2 separate regions of the Mus musculus genome follow, and region 2 is linked to region 1. A link is a contact called in public HiChIP or PLAC-seq data. All regions are on one chromosome and are shown on one strand. The core of a region is the stretch at or near the end of the contact, and the rest is flanking DNA. Distances in the headings are between cores, read along the strand shown.

Region 1 (7,770 bases), core at 2,679-5,178:
TCTTGTCTAAATATGAGAGGCGTAATTAAAAAATCATGTCTATGAGGTTGAACTCTATATACATTTAAGTGAATAACAGTGTGAAAAACAGGAAACTTCTCTGTAAATGTTAACACTGTCAGGAGTCTGATTTTAGGAAAGTGCAATGACAGGCCTTCCACTTTTACAGTCTTATCATGGACTCAGTATATGACAGGAAAAAGGGAAGCGATTATGATATGTTCTATACATGTTCCAACTAAAATCCCATCTCATCTTTTTATATGTTTGTAGACCTATGTTGGTATCACGCAGGTCCATAATGCTGTTTTAACTGATGTGAAAGCTTTCTGTTCTGAGAAGCACATTTTCAGTGTAGGCCATATTTAGTATCAACTTTGTTATTTGGCCTGTAAGTGATGCTTAACTTATAGTCAATGTTCTTTAACAGTTTTGTGCATGTGCGTGTGTGTGTGTGTGTGTGTGTATGTGTGTGTGTGTGTGTGTGTGTGTATGTGTGTGTGTATGTGTGTGTGTGTGTGTGTGTATGTGTGTGTGTGTATGTGTGTGTGTGTGTGTGTATGTGTGTATGTGTGTGTGTGTGTGTGTATGTGTGTGTGTGTGTATGTGTGTGTGTGTATGTGTGTGTGTGTATGTGTGTGTGTGTGTGTGTGTGTGTGTGTGTGTGTGTGTGTGTGTATGTGTGTGATTTAAAATATGGTAGATTTCAAAACTGTTTGGGGGAAGATGTGACTTTGTATCTTTGTAGAGTGTTAAACATGTATGTTGATAATGTTTATCTCAGTCAGTGTTCTATGGCTGTGAAGAGACACTATGCCCAAGGCAATATATAAAAGTATTTAATTGGGGGCTTGCTTATGGTTTCCGAGTCTGAGTGGATGATTATTATGTCTGTGAAGGCAGCTAGGCTTGTTGCTAGAGCAGTAGCCAAGAGTTTGTATCTTGATGGGAAAGTTTCAGGTAAAGAGGGAGAGCCTGAGCCTGATGCAGGACTTTGAAACCTTCTCCACCAAGGCCACACCTTCTAACCTTTCTTCTAATTGCTCCACCAACTGGGAACCAAACACCCAAACATATAAGCCTCTGAGGCCTATTATTTAAACTAGCACAGTATTCATGACACCAATACTACTTACCAGTTGGAGAACAGGAGTCATAAAGTTTAATTTGAATGGGTGAACTGATGACTGCAGTGGCGAAGAGTTCTCTTGGGGCCTAGACAGACACTGATAAAATCCCCTATCCAGGATGCCATCACTAGAAGCATTATTTCCAGTTGATGTATTTTAAAATAAGTTATTTTTAATGTTCCACATTTCCCAAACTTTTTTTTTTTCTGTGAAGCACTTTAGCCAGAAATAAATTTTGCTCTGTATTTGTGTGTGTGTGTGTGTGTGTGTGTATTTCTGTACAGGCCATTTAGGTAAACGTGTTGACTAGATGACCTCTTAGTTCTGTTACACTATGTATATGTCATATTAAATATAGTTACATATATGTTGTTGTGATCATAAAAAGAGAAAGAGCTATAAGAATATGTCCTGTTGGGGTGTGGGAGAAGGAGTTGCCTCAGCGGGCCCTTGCCCAGGCATCCCTTCCCCGTGAGGGACCAGGCACACACGAGTATAGCATGGAATAGAGATTATTTGGGGAATGGGGAGGGGAATTAAGAGGGTAGCAGAGGCAGAGAAAGGCAGAGAGAAGGAGAGAGTAGAGAAGAGGAGGCCAGCCATGACCACATGGAGAGAGGGGTAATGGAATGGGGAGAGAGGGAGCAAGGGGGTAAGAGGTAAGGAAGAGAACCAGGAGTAAGAGGGGAGGGGGCAAGCAGCCCCCTTTTATAGTGCTAGGCTTACCTGGCCGTTGCCAGGTAACTGTGGGGAGGAGCATACCTGACTGTTGCCAGGTAACTGTGGGGGTGGAGTCCAGACAGAATACCAACACATATAGATATAGACAATGCTTTGTATGCTTCAAAATCAAATAGAAAATATAAAAAAAAAGTAGGGTCTTCACACCCACAGTAATAAAAAAAAAACATCAATAACACTTCTGTGACAATTTTGCCCCATTTATAAAGTCACACTAATGACTGCTTTCCTTCTCAGTAATTTTCCTTTTGCAGCATTTTATACCTGAATACACACATGTAATACAATTGAACAAGAAAACAATTATCTGCCTGGTGGAAATAATGTACTTATTGCATTGAGATAATGTATTTGTTTAAAAATACACCAAAGTTTGAGTTCTGTTTGGTGTGATTACCTGTAATTTGTGGTGAATTTCTAAGCATAATTAAAATCCTCTTATGCAATTAGATCAACATCTGAGCCAACTGGTTCTGAGTGGTTGAGTTTCCAAGCATAGATGAGGGGCATCTCCATGTGGAGCCATGTTGGATTTAAGTTTTCCCAGCAGTCTGGGCTCGGCCTGCATCTCTGGAAGCTGCTCTTAGCTCGTGGCTTGCACAGGAAGGCTTGTGTTGATTCAGGGGTTGTGACTCAATAGAATATTTTGGTACTTTTTGGACTGGATCAAATGTTTTTTGCTGTTTTCTGTGAAGTTTGGCCTAATCTATTTATAGGATCTCTTGAGTTCCAGATGAATCAGAGAAACAACAGTGGATTTGTAAGCTAAGAGGAGACATAGCTGGATTTTTCATGCAGGCTAACAATAGTGGACAAGGAGTTTGATGATAATAATGTTTTTAAGAATATAACTTTAAAAATTTATAAGCAGAGAGTACTTTTCCTTTAGCCTGGAGTGACTTGTTTCTTCTATCTGACCTTTTCCCTGAGGTTAATATTGTATGTCAATTATACACCTGTACACAGTACTGCAGATAAACAGCATTTTTCTCTGTTTCAAAGCCAGCCAGCCCTTGGCTCTTGGTAGATTGTGTTCATTCTTGAAGCTGGCCTGATATGGGTTGGACTTCTCACTTTACAGGAGTTCCCTGTCATAGTCAACTCAGGAATGACTGATGGCATCTAAAGGATACTCTGCCTTAGAGAAACGGTGGGTTTCCAGTGGCAGCCTATCTTCAGCATGGGCCCAGTAGCTTCTCCAAGAGATCTAGGACCCATGGAGTTGCCCAGGGCTCTTCCTGATAGGGTCAAGCCAAGCAGCCTTGGCTCACTCTGAGGACTCCTGTCACTCAGCTGCCCTCTTTGTGGAGATTGCCTTCATTTTTTTTTCCAAGCAGCCTTGGCTCACTCTGAGGACTCCTGTCACTTAGCCGCCCTTTTTGTGGAGATTGCCTTCATTTTTGTTCTTACCTTTTCATGTATTGCCACTAGCTTTCTTGAGCCAGTGCCATTTATATCTGTTCTTCCCCTCTCAGTGAGTTATTTCCATTGTCCTGGATAGAGTTGAAAAACAACCTAGGATCGGATCACAGCCTAGGCGGCTGCTTATTTACAGTTGAGCGGAATGGAGAGTTAGGGAGCTTTGGTAATGAGGGAGGCTAGGGTAGACATGTGTTCGGAATACTGTACAGGAATGCAGTGTGGAGAACAGTACTGTCTCCCCCAGCCAGCCTGTGCTGCTGATGTGTGGAGGAGAAGGCTGGACAAGACCGCGACACCTGTTCCACCACTGCCAGTGTGCCCACATTGTATCATAACTGGACATTCACAGCCTCCTTCAAGTAGATCTGAAGGAGCTTATCTTCAGCTCCCACCCCCTTGCTGGCTTTGGAGTTCACAGAATGCCACCTGACGAGACGCTTGAGGCTTTCCCTGACCTGTAGGCAGCTTTCTATTGCATCTCACCATTTCACATTTCCTGGATTCCTTAAAATGATTATCGTGTTTCTTTACTTTCTTCATTAGATTTCTTCAAAATATTTACCACTGTCAGCCATGAGACTATTTAAATTTCTTTCCTATTAAGGGACTTTCCCTCCACTTAGAATTTCCTGCCTTGCAGAGCAGGGTGCACCTGTGTTCACACACTTGGGCTTAATTCAGAGGTAAATTACAAGTGATTTAAAATTCTAATGTTCTACAGATGCCTTGTGCTTCCCTGCCATTCCCAGCCATGCCATACTGCCTCCTCTTGAGTGGAAGGCCATTTAAACAAACACACGCTGAATTTCACACTTACAGACTGTGGGCTAGAAATAATTGCCTTTCAGATGAGCATTTCTGTGGGAGTGGGCTAACTGACTTCTCTGGAAAAATATAATGTTTTGTGCAATGGCATGCCAGATATCATTTGTAGGATTAACTGAGACTCTGTTCAGAAACTACTGTACAAGTAGTCTCAGCTCACCTGGGATGGCATCTGTGAGGTTAGAAAGTACTACTTTGATCCTGGAGTGTGTACCTGGGTTAAATAAAACTCAGTTCTCAGATCTAATACTGACTCCCTCTCCCTCTCTCTCCTCTTCCTCCCTCTCTCTCTCCCTCTCTCTTCCTTTCTCTCTCCCTTCCTCCCTCCCCCCTCTCACTCTGTGTGTGTGTGTGTTCTGTATACTGAACCCATGTTAGGCAAGCCCTATTGCCTAATCTTTAGCTAAATTACCAGCTCTTTTTTATTTTGAACCAACATCTCATGAACTTGTTCAGAGTGGCCTTGAACTCACTCTATTCCATCCAGTGGCTTTGAATTCAGTCTTCCTGCCTTAGCCTCATCTGTAGCTGAGATTCCAGCCCTGTGTCACCAGACTTCATGCCTCCAATTTTCTTACAGCTATTCCTTTTTGATCATCTGTTCAATGGGCGTGCTAATTATTTCATATACCTCAGAAGTCCTCGTGAGGGTTCAATGACTGAAGACATGTGTAACACTTTAGGAACATTTTCATGTGCCTGTAAAGGGAAGCTAATAAGCACTCATCAAATATTTAATTGGGTAAATGGCTTGAGGTCCCCCTGTAATTTCAAGTGTCTTGTTCTGAATGCTATGGCTTAGGGAAGCTAGGCTGAAATGAAAAACTAGACTAAAAGCTCTTGGATTTTATTTAGCCTTTTCCCCAGGTACTGAGGTGCAGTCCTGGCTCTGGAATGCCCTGAGAACACTGGGGACCCATCAGTCTGCAATCCCTCCGACCCCAACTCAGGTGTGCAAGGTGGGCTGAGCACCAGAGCTTAGAAGTCTCAGGGCCATGTGCTTTAGTTTTAAGAAGTGATCTGAGCTCTTCAGTAGTTTGTAAGAAATACTTTGAGGAACTCAAAGGGTTTTCCCCCTGCTGTATATAGTTATTGTCTTCAACATTGTTGATCCGGTCACTAAGTCTGCTTTGTCCTGTATCTTATTTCATCCAGCATTTTGTCACAATTTCTCAAAATGAAAGGGCAGTTGTTGACAGATCTCAATAAGCACAAAATGGACACTTTTAGAAATAAAAGAAAAATTAATAGCCAGGTCACAATCCCTACAAATTCCCTAATGCCGAATGTATCCACTCGTATGCATGTGAGTTCTGCAGAACGCTCATTTGTCATGAAAGAATTATTGGAGGAAAGCTGTAGGGAGCATAAAAAAAGCTTTACTGAAGTTGGTTTTATAATTTACTTGGTGAGACAATCCCATGGAAATAATGAGAATAATGGGTTATGTTGAATACCTAAAGAAATATATTTGCCAGTTTAAATATTCTTTGCATCCACACTGGCCCCTGGTTTGTTTCTGGTGGCTTAGATGTGTCTAACCAGTGAGATCCTATTGGGCCGAGGACTGAAGGGAAGTGAAGGTTAAGGGAAGTGAAGAAAAAAATATAGTGCTAGGAAGAGTTTTAAAAAATAATCCAGTCTTTCTATTTTTCAGGTTCTTTAAGTGAATCGGTTAATTTACCTACTAAGGTCCCTGGGCCCCCACTATGCTGAGGACAAACTCCAGCATCTCACTCACGCTGGGCAACTTTTCTGCTGCTGATCTGTATGTCAGTCCCAGATTGCTGGGCCTTAATTTAGAAGGAGATTTAGTTCTTTATGTCCATAAAGGAAATGCTTTTACAGGTATTTTTGTTCTGGCCTTCATGTATTTATTATAGCTTAAATTTCTTCTTTGTTTGTTTTGAACTGCTGGGTCAAGTACCATATCTCAGAAGTGGGGAAGTCTGTGAAATGAATTAGTTTAGGTCTTATCTGTGACCTTTTGTTGGGTCCCTGATTTTGACATCAACTTATAATTTAAATACCAACTAACATTTCCTTTTTAAATTTCATTTTCACTATAATTTTATTCAAGACAGAACATTTATACCATCTTTCCTTTACAGTCTTACCCCCCCCCACACACACACACATGCATACACAACTGCACAGAGGCCTGTACACAAATGCACACATATGCCTGCGCATACTTGCACATATACACTCACACACTCTTGTATACACACATGCCCCCCCACATGCCCACACACACATGCAGACAGATGCACACATGCCTGCACATACCCATGCATACATAGTCTTGCACACACATACCTGTACATACACTTTGATCATATGTCACCTGTTATCGTCTTCCTCTTCTTACTGTTCCCCCTTTCTTCCCAGAAAGCACCACTCCTCTCATAGTTTCAGGGTTTTTTCCCCTTAGGGTCATAGCATCCATGGGGGTATCGAGCAAGGGCATCGTACCAGCAGCTACTGCTAAGGATTGTGAATCCGCTTTCTCTGTGACCTTAAGCATCCTGTAGCTCTTCCAGGGAGAATGGTAACTCACCAGCCCCTCCCTGATCCATGATGGAATACCTGTAACCTAACCCAGGCTGTAGTTATAGAATGAGCAGTGGCCATTCTATAACTTGTCAGCTGGCCGCTGCCCACCTCCCTTTGCCTTTTAGGATGTGTTCAGGTCTACCCTATTTTACATGCTGTGTACTTTAATCATTTTGTCGTGTTCGATCCCTTCAAGCCGGGGTGCTTTATAACTCATGTTCATTCAGTCATTACAAGGATACGGATGTAGATTGTTAAATTCTTTTTATTTGTTTTCTGTTATATGGGAGGGTTTGCATGCGTGTAAGTCTGTGTATCCCTTGTGCTCCTGCAGAGCCAGAAGAGAGTGGTGCATACCTGGAACTAGAATGACAGATGGTTGTGAGCTGCCGTGTGGGTGCTGGGAATTGAACCTGGGTCGGTCGTCTGGGAGGTTCAGAGTAGCCAGTGCTCTTAAACACCGGGCCATCTCTCCAGACTCTGTAAATAGATTCTTCACGCAATGGTACTGCTAAATTATGTCACCATATCTTGTGTTTGCGTGGCCTCTTTCTATTTGTTTCAGTTATTTACTGTGTGCTCCAAGATTATTGCTGGAGGCAGCAACATGGGCTTATCGAATTCTCTTCTTTGAGAACTTGGACAACGTTGTGTATTTCTTAGACTGTTTCCAACTTATTTAATGAAAAGAACTTTTCACTGTGGTTTTAATTTGCCTTCCTTTGATAAATAAAATGCTGGAATGTTCATTGTTCCTTTAAAGCCCCTTTAATTCTCGTTGCTCTTGTGCATATCACAGGCTCTTTCATGAGTTTTCTTCTCTGTTTTCTGTTTTCCTGTCAGAGTTTTTAAACCTCTATGTAACAGAAAAGACCCTACCATTCCTTTTGTTTAGTAGACATAGTCTTATAATATGCCTTAAAATTTTCTCCATGATTATTGTTTTTCTTAATGTGAAAGATTAAACTATTAAAAATGTAAATTGTTGGCTAGTGAGATGGCTCAGTGGTTAAGAGCATTAATCAAACCCAGATCTGATTGTAAGCACATGACAGCTCACAACAATTCCAATTAGAGGTGACCAGGCCTCTAAGGA
Region 2 (7,770 bases), core at 3,588-6,087, 240 kb before region 1:
ACAAGATTGTGAAAATAACACATTCATTTAAATTTTAAGTCTTGTGGGGTGGTGGTAATGAACAATTTGGACCGTAGCACTTTAAAGCCAGAGGCAGGGGGATCTCAGTGAGTTCAAGGTCAATTGGTCTACAGAGCAAATTCCAGGTTAGCTAGGGCTACACAGGGAAACTCTGTCTCTAGAGAAAAAAAAATTAATAAAATAAAAAATTAAATTAAAAAAACAGTAACATTCAGCCAAGTGTGGTAGCACATGCCTTTAAACCCTAGCACTGGAGAGGCAGGTGGATAGATCTCTGTGAGTTCAAGACCAGCCTGGTCTATACAGAATTCAAGGACAGCGAGGGCTACATGAGACCCTGTCACAAGAAAACAAACTACCATTCATCGTAGCTCTTCTAAACACGCCAAACAAGGCAAGTGTGCAGTAGCAAGTCAGGGTCATTCCAAAGAAAACCTTCCACTCCCTTTGTAAAGTCCTGCTCACACCTCTTCACATGCCTTGAATACCAATGCACCTCCAAAGTTCTTGTTCTGGTTAGCAGCCTTTACAATGCCATTAATAAATAAAGAAGCAGCTCGTGTAGTTTAAGGATTAATCGATCCCAAGAGTATTTCTACCATAAATACACTAATCAATAAAATCCTGCCATAATTTTTTACATAGTGCTTACAGGCAAGTGTATGTGTACAGTTATATACTAAAGGGTCCCTAGAAGCTCAGCCCTTTCCTTGATGCACAACCATCCACTAAGTCTCAAGGCTTCACCACATAAAGCATGAGCATTTCTGGACGTCTCCATGGTCACATAACTTTGCAATAAGCTATAACTGTATTGCTTTCTTTCTGAGTCAGTCACCCATAGGAAGCAATGAGCAGTCCTCCAGAGAGGAAACTGATTTCATTTTCGTTGAACAAGTATCCTCCTAACTCATCTGAGCCACAGAGCCTTTTAATTTCTTAACAAGCTGGGACAGCTAAAAGTCCTACCAGTCTTTTTCCAACTGTTTTATATCTGTTAATCTTGAAGGAAAAAAAAAAAACAGTGTTCATATCTAAAAATCAATAAAGCTGGATGAAGTCTTTAACGCAGATATTAACTATTTTATTTAAAATTCACTCAATGCTCCATATATACACGTCCAGGCACTTTCTATCTCTACCTCTCACTGCATTCATTCTCTCTTTCAGCTGTTGTCTGGTTCTGAGGCGGCTCTCATGGAGCCCAGACTGGCTTAACAGCCAGATGCTGGCCTAGCTCCTCTTGCTCCCACTTCTCAAATGCTAGAATTGCAGGTCTGAACCATCTTGCCAGTTCATTGTTTGTCCAGGCACAGAAATGGCAAATGACTGACAACTGATTACACAAACAGCCTTATGCTGCATTACCACAAACAACTTAGCACAGTTTCCTCCTTCTCCTGTTACTTTTACTTAGCTGTCATAAACGATTTCCAGAATTATAACAACTTCTGAATCAGTATAGCTTCTGAACTATTAAGAAAATTTTAAGTTTACTAATGAAATTCAGTGATTTTTAACAATATTTTAATACTGAGGAAATTCACACTAATTAAAACAAACTCTGACATTAAAAAAGCCCCAATTTTGAGATGTAAAGTTTACTATTCATAAGCAGAAAGCCAGAAAATATAAAGCAAATAATTGTCAAATATTTCAAATAAATTTCTGCAAATGTTATAGGAGAAACATTAAAAAATAGTAAGTCATACAGTGACAAAAAGGAAGAAATCTTAACTGGAAATTAAAAGTACCTGTCTCATGCATGATGGAAAATAGAAAGATACACAAATACACAAAATGAACAGAGAATCTTCCAAATAATTCAACCACACTAAAAAGTACTAAAAAGTAAAAAAAAAAAAAAATGAAGCCAAAAAGTTAAAAATGAGAACTGCCTAACTAGACCTATACTTTCATTCACACTGTTATCATCAACAGGTTTCAAAGGGCAATGTAGATATTAGTTTGCTTAATTGAGTAATTTTCCCTTTTACCTTATTTAAAATAGCTCTTAATGAATAACTCATGTTATCTCATTCCTGAAGTGTCAATTTAATGTGTAATTTGACAAATGCAAAAGTGAGTATTTTCATATGAATCATTATTGTTGATATTATGATCATGTGTGTACCTCCACTTTGCTTCCTTTATAGACTAGCATAGTGACAATGTCAGACTTGCATAGTGACAATCTCAGAAGTGGAAACAACAGAAAAAGGGCAGGGATGGGAGAAAGGAGGAAAAAGGAAGAAGGGGTAAGAGGAGAGGGAGGTGAGGGGCCTACATTGTGTGGGAGGTCACAACACACCACACAACTTCAAATAAGAAGGCTTAAGTGTGACTCTTACTCTGTGGTTTTTAATCAAGTTATTTTCACCTTCTCAATCTGTTTTGTCACACAGCTAATAGTGGCAATATCACCTACCCTAACTCACTGCCTTCTGACCAGGGAAATGCCTGCTAAACATGAGTAATAAAAAAAGTAAAAAAACCTTTCTTAAGCGCATCACATTAGATTTGAGACCTAACAATTCAATCACATCCCCTAAGTCCTAAGACTCACTGACTGGTGTAAGGCATCACTTGCAGACACACAAAGTCATTTGTATCTACAATATTTCAAAGTGGGAGTTGGTGGGGCTTTATAAAAAAATGACAAGCTAAAACTCTTAAGTAATGAATTCTTTTCTGTTCAACTAATGGCAATATTCAGATGAGGAAGTAAGATGTTTTAAAATTGGTCAAGAAAGCTGAAAAGCAGCTCAGCAAAATAGTTGGTCTCTGAGCTGAGTCAGGAGATGTGATTTCTAGTGTCAACTATTCCACTAATAACTGTTTGACCTTGGACAAGTCTCTGGGCTTCAGTCTGCTTATCTATAAAATGTCTACGGAAAATCGGAGATGAGATCAAAGTACAATTTAATCTGAGTCTCACTTTGGAGCGGCAGCTTGATAAAATAAATAAAATCAAGTTAGCTTGATAAAATAGCTCTACAGGCACTGCCAGCATTGGAACACTGGCTCTGCCACTAACAAGACTGATGTACACACACAGCATAAGGACAGCTTACTACAATCTCTGACCTGTTTAAAAGGCTTCACTGAAACATTAAGTCCTATAAAATGCAGATGTTTAGAATCCTCTCTGGGTATCCGAATCAAGACAGTACCCTTGTATTAGCACACTAGTTTCCTGTGAAAAGATCAAAACTCTAATAAGTTTTATCAAAAAGATATTTCATGCTAATATATTATAGACACCACTGAAAAGTTACTAATACTGATGTAAGAGCAGCTGCTCACTTAAGTATCAGAGTAAAATAAACTTGGGATGCTACTTGCTTTTTAAATCCACAACTAAGGACAATGTATAACCATAGTCTGTGACAATGTAAGTAACTTCGGAAATATGTAGAATTAGGAAACGTAAAGTGAACGTCTAACTCCTAGAAATGTGTAGTTCCTAAGTTAACAATCAACCAATAGGGGTTTCCCAGGCACGTCGTGTTTGCCAGAATCTGGGCACAGATGAAAACAGATACTAAGGTACAAGGCACTTAGTTAGACGAGTTCCCAAAACTTGGAGAACCCAGTGTGTCCTATTGTGCCATCGCTTTTCACACAGTAAAATCCACTTGTTTCCAATGTTTCCATTTCAAAATGTCCTTTTTGGCCCGTGTAGGACTGCTTCCCAGTGACCATCAACGTGGTTTAGTACCCTCACATCAGCTCCCAAAGATGTTCAAACCGGTCCCTGACATTAGGATCCTCACAGAACCTTAAGGGAGCAGCCTCTGGGATTTTATCCAATCTACAAGCGTCAGACATCCAACACCTGCAATAGACCATTCGCCCAGCTATGTCACCTCTGGTCACTAAACTAGCTGCACCGATTAAGTTCTTCCCCCTAAAGTACTGCTAGTGCAGGCAAACTCTACTTCTTCAAACGTCTGGTTTTTGCACTGGACAGTGGGCACTAAGGAAGGGGAAACTGATTGGTTCGTCGTTGCTGCCCTACTTCCATTTCAGGTCAAATGAGAAAAACTGTTCCCACAGAGAGAAGCAAGGGGGCCATCCGCGGGTCAGGAAGGTGGATGCCAAACTGAACTTTGGGATCAGGGACTGAAGGAACGTGACGGGATGTGGGGGCAGGGGAGGAGGGCGCGAGGCCAGCGAGTGTGGCTGGAGGAACCTGGCTCACTTCGCGGAGCAGCCAATGTAGGGCTCAGGCCGGCTGCCACCGCCAGGAGGTTGACCCGACCCAGCCGGGAGGGGAAGGGCCCTGCAAGCCGGGGACACCGACAAGGGCCAGCACCGGGACGCGGGGACCACGACCGCCTCGGGGCAGGCGGAGCGGACTCCAGGAAGGAGCGACAGCTCGGGCGAAGGGGAGCGGCGGCAGGAGGAGGTGGAACTCTGCCGAGTCAGCACCGCGCCCACTCGGTGGCACTTGTGGGAACCCGGCGGCTGCCAGCCCGGCCGGCCGGGCCTCGGCTCCGGTCGGGCCCAGCGCCGGGAGCGGCGTCGGTGACGGGCGGGCTGGCGCCGGCCGCTCACCCGCCTCTCAGGTAAACAGTGGGCGCCGCTTACCTCTGTTAACATCATTACACCCCGGGGGAGTGAGGTCCTCCCTAGCCTCGCCGCATGGCAATAGCCGTAGCAGCAGCGGAAACTGCCCGGGCCGCCGCCAACGGCGGCAACTGCTGCTTCAGTCCTGTCCCGGGCGGCGGCTTTACTCGGCTTCGCTGGCTTCCCCCCGGCCCGGCTGCTCGCGACGGACGCGCCGCCATCTTGGAAGAGCGACGTCCGCGTCTCCCCGCGACGTGCGCTCCCATTGGCTGGCGCGCCGGGCGCGAGCGTCTTGTGACTGTCTCCATGGCGCCGGCGCGCGCAGGGTCGGCGGCGGGGGCTGGGCCGCGCGCGACCCGGGACCTCCTCTGCGGGCTGGATCCCGGGCCACCGTGGTGGCGGGTTTGCGGGCTGGTGGCGCAGCGGAGGCTGGGTGCCGGCGGAGAAACTGGCATCTCGCGTCTCCCCGACCCTGTGGAGCCCGTAGAGTGCTCGGGACACTCGGCTGCGGTCCCCTCCGCAGCGCGGTGACCTGAAACTGCCGCCCGCGCCGCGCCTCATTCCGAAACTTCGGCCGAAACTTGCCTCTGTTGCTCCCAGCGCTCAGTAAGTCCTGTGCTGGGTGCGCGACAGGTTGTAGACGCGATCAGGGCAGATCGCCTTCACCCCGATCCTGGCAGAGTTAAGGGCTACTGCTTTGCTGATTGGCCAGAACCTGCTCAAGCCTGAAGGCTTAGTGTTTCTTTCATAGTCTTAAAAATCAAGCAGCTTTTGCCCGGTAGCTGTAGTCTCTATGGCTTTATTGGGAATTCAAAAAAAAAAAATATATATATATATATATGTTTATATATCACAGTGAACGCATTTCAGCATGTGTCTCTGTAAGTAGTTACGAATAAAATGAGACTGAACTCCGAAGTTCTGTGGCTAGAACTGCTGATACCGTGACAACTATCTCGGTCCACTTCTACAGGAATGACAGTAAAAATCACTCGCTTCTTCCTGAATTGCCCGTGAAGTAGTTTTCTTTTCATGCCTCTGCTGTTACAAACCAATTTACAGTGAAACTGAGAAGTGTTTGGGCTTGAAAAATAAAACACTTGTATCTCATTCTTACCGGGAAAAAAAAAAAAGAAGAAGAAAAAGTTTATAAAAGAAATTGTGGAAAACTAAAGCCAGTAGTTACTTCCTTTGTGATGGAATCTGCACTTAACAATGGTACTATTGTGCTAAATGTAATTTAAGGAGGTACTCATTCTCACCACAGTGAATAAAGCAAGTGCATTACAAACCCTGTGTTATCTCTATTCTGTTCTGTCCCCCAAAATAAAATTTCATTTAAGATGTCATACAGACTTTGAAGAAAAGCCCCGACTGCTCCATTCAGTGAGTTTATAGCAAAGTTGGGTTTTTTTGTTTGTTTTTTACTGGGCAACTTATATATATATAATTTTTCTGTTACTGGAACAAGTGCATTCTAACGTCTGCAATACAACCAAATATAATTGAAGCACTGGCAGATTAATCTATAAATAGGAAACAAGATTGGAAAATGCAAACTGTGTTAATACTGAGAGAAACCAAGAGAAGAGACAACAAGGAACCTGAAAGAAGATACTGTTCCATCCTGTAAATAAGAATGCAGAAGGTTCATTAATGTTTAAAATACCGACTATTGAATTAAAACTGTAATTTAGGTGGCTTCCCTGGGTATTCTGTTCCACTTTTTCCATCAATTTCCTTTTGTATAAGATGTTTTCCCTTTTTTAAAGGTGACAAACTAGGAGCCCTAGCTGAACATGCTCAGAGCCCAACATTAAATCCCCAGGACCACTTAAGTCAGGTGTAGCAACAAATGCCTGTGATCCCAGCACTTGGGCTGTGATGCCTGGAGAGTTAGAAATACAAGGTTACTGTCAGGTTAGAAATAAGTAAGCAAAGCCAGTTCAAGGCCATCCGTAGCTAAGGGAGACCCTTGTGAAAGCAGAATGGATTTGCACACAAACCTGTGCTGTGACATGGGTGTGCCTTAAGCATTCAGAACGTTGTAAGCCTGGGAACAAAGCAAGATTCCTAGTCCTTCCGATCAGATTTCCCAGCCAGAATCTTTGAGTATGACCTAAAAAAAATCCTGTGCTGATTGTCTGCCCACACACACCTCTTCCAACACCCCACACAAGTTATTTCAACTACACAGTTTGTTCTAACAACTCAGGCCCACTCCCTGCTCCTGTAATAACTGGACATCCCACTGTCCTGTGACAGTAATTAGCACAGCTAGACAGTAATAATTAGTACAATTGACTCTATTCAGAAGAATTCTTACCAGTACCAGCAAGGAACCCTGCCCTGGGCTCACATTTACTGTGTTGCCCCTCACCTACCATCTTCTCTGTTTGCTGTGTTCTCCTTCTCATAGTACTTATACTTGCTGGTTCCCTTCTTATTTTCTGTCGTCTAGTAGAGTACAGGCTTCATGAAATCAGGAATATCATGTATTCAAGCTATGCTGCCTCAATGCCCCCAAACACTGGACCAGCATGTGGCACAGAGTGGATGTTCAATGTTTCTTACATGAATAGTGAGCCATTTCCTACGAGACCTCAGGAAAATACCCTAATGGAAGCTAGAAACAAATCCTCTGTGTTGAAAACTCAAATATTTAAAACTTAATTTTGAATACTCTTATTTTGTATTTTTGAGTCACTGCAGAGCTAGCAGGTGTCAGGACAGACTTTGTATTTTCCTGGTGACACTAGGAATGAACCTAGGCCTCGTTGCCTGCTAAAATAGAGCTCTACCCATCAACTATATCTCTAGATTTCTTGTTACTCTTTGTCTTTACATAGAGTCTCAGTGTGTTCCTCCAACTGGCCGTGAACTCACTATAACAAAGGAGGGCCTTGGGTTTTCAATCTTGCCAGGATTATTGGCCTAGTTTCTCTTGACCATCTTACAATGTTGTTGTACAAAAGTATTGCAGTGTTGGATATACATCAGTTTTCTAGCTAAAGCAATAAAGCAAAATGTGCTTTTGCAGAAAGTTACAGAATCTGAGTTATGTAGCTAGAGAAGAAACTGCCTACACAAGCAACTCTAAAAGTCAAAGTAAGCCCCCAATTTAGCAAGGGTCACAACTCCATTCCCTATGACCTTGAGGATGTCCTATTCCTGCCA

What was found. HiChIP or PLAC-seq counts read pairs in DNA pulled down with a chosen protein or histone mark.
Region 2: a contact with region 1 is called in an H3K27ac HiChIP or PLAC-seq map of thymic regulatory T cells, with 2.6 times the contacts expected there. The contact joins the promoter of Snx13 here to the enhancer-like site in region 1. A contact is called at or near these places in 5 of 39 promoter capture datasets (the 3T3-L1 cell line, the C10 cell line, frontonasal cranial neural crest and 2 more), 3 of 115 datasets of contacts at active chromatin or transcription factors (bone marrow-derived macrophages, microglia and thymic regulatory T cells) and 2 of 9 other capture datasets (adipose tissue and liver).

Annotation. Positions count from the first base shown.
Region 1 is chr12:34,798,654-34,806,423 of GRCm38.p6, reverse strand. All of the region lies in intron 3 of Hdac9 (histone deacetylase 9), which reads left to right. Among named protein-coding and RNA genes, the nearest start is that of Gm46347, 15 kb to the right of the region's middle. Within about 2 kb of position 3,928, at least 12 of the 459 cell types and tissues checked have an H3K27ac peak or open chromatin away from gene starts, as enhancers often do. A contact at or near this core is called in second pharyngeal arch cranial neural crest and thymic regulatory T cells, where this site is marked.
Region 2 is chr12:35,044,256-35,052,025 of GRCm38.p6, reverse strand. Snx13 (sorting nexin 13) reads right to left here and starts at 4,837. Exons shown (of 26, transcript NM_001014973.2): 1 at 4,615-4,837. The coding sequence starts at 4,629.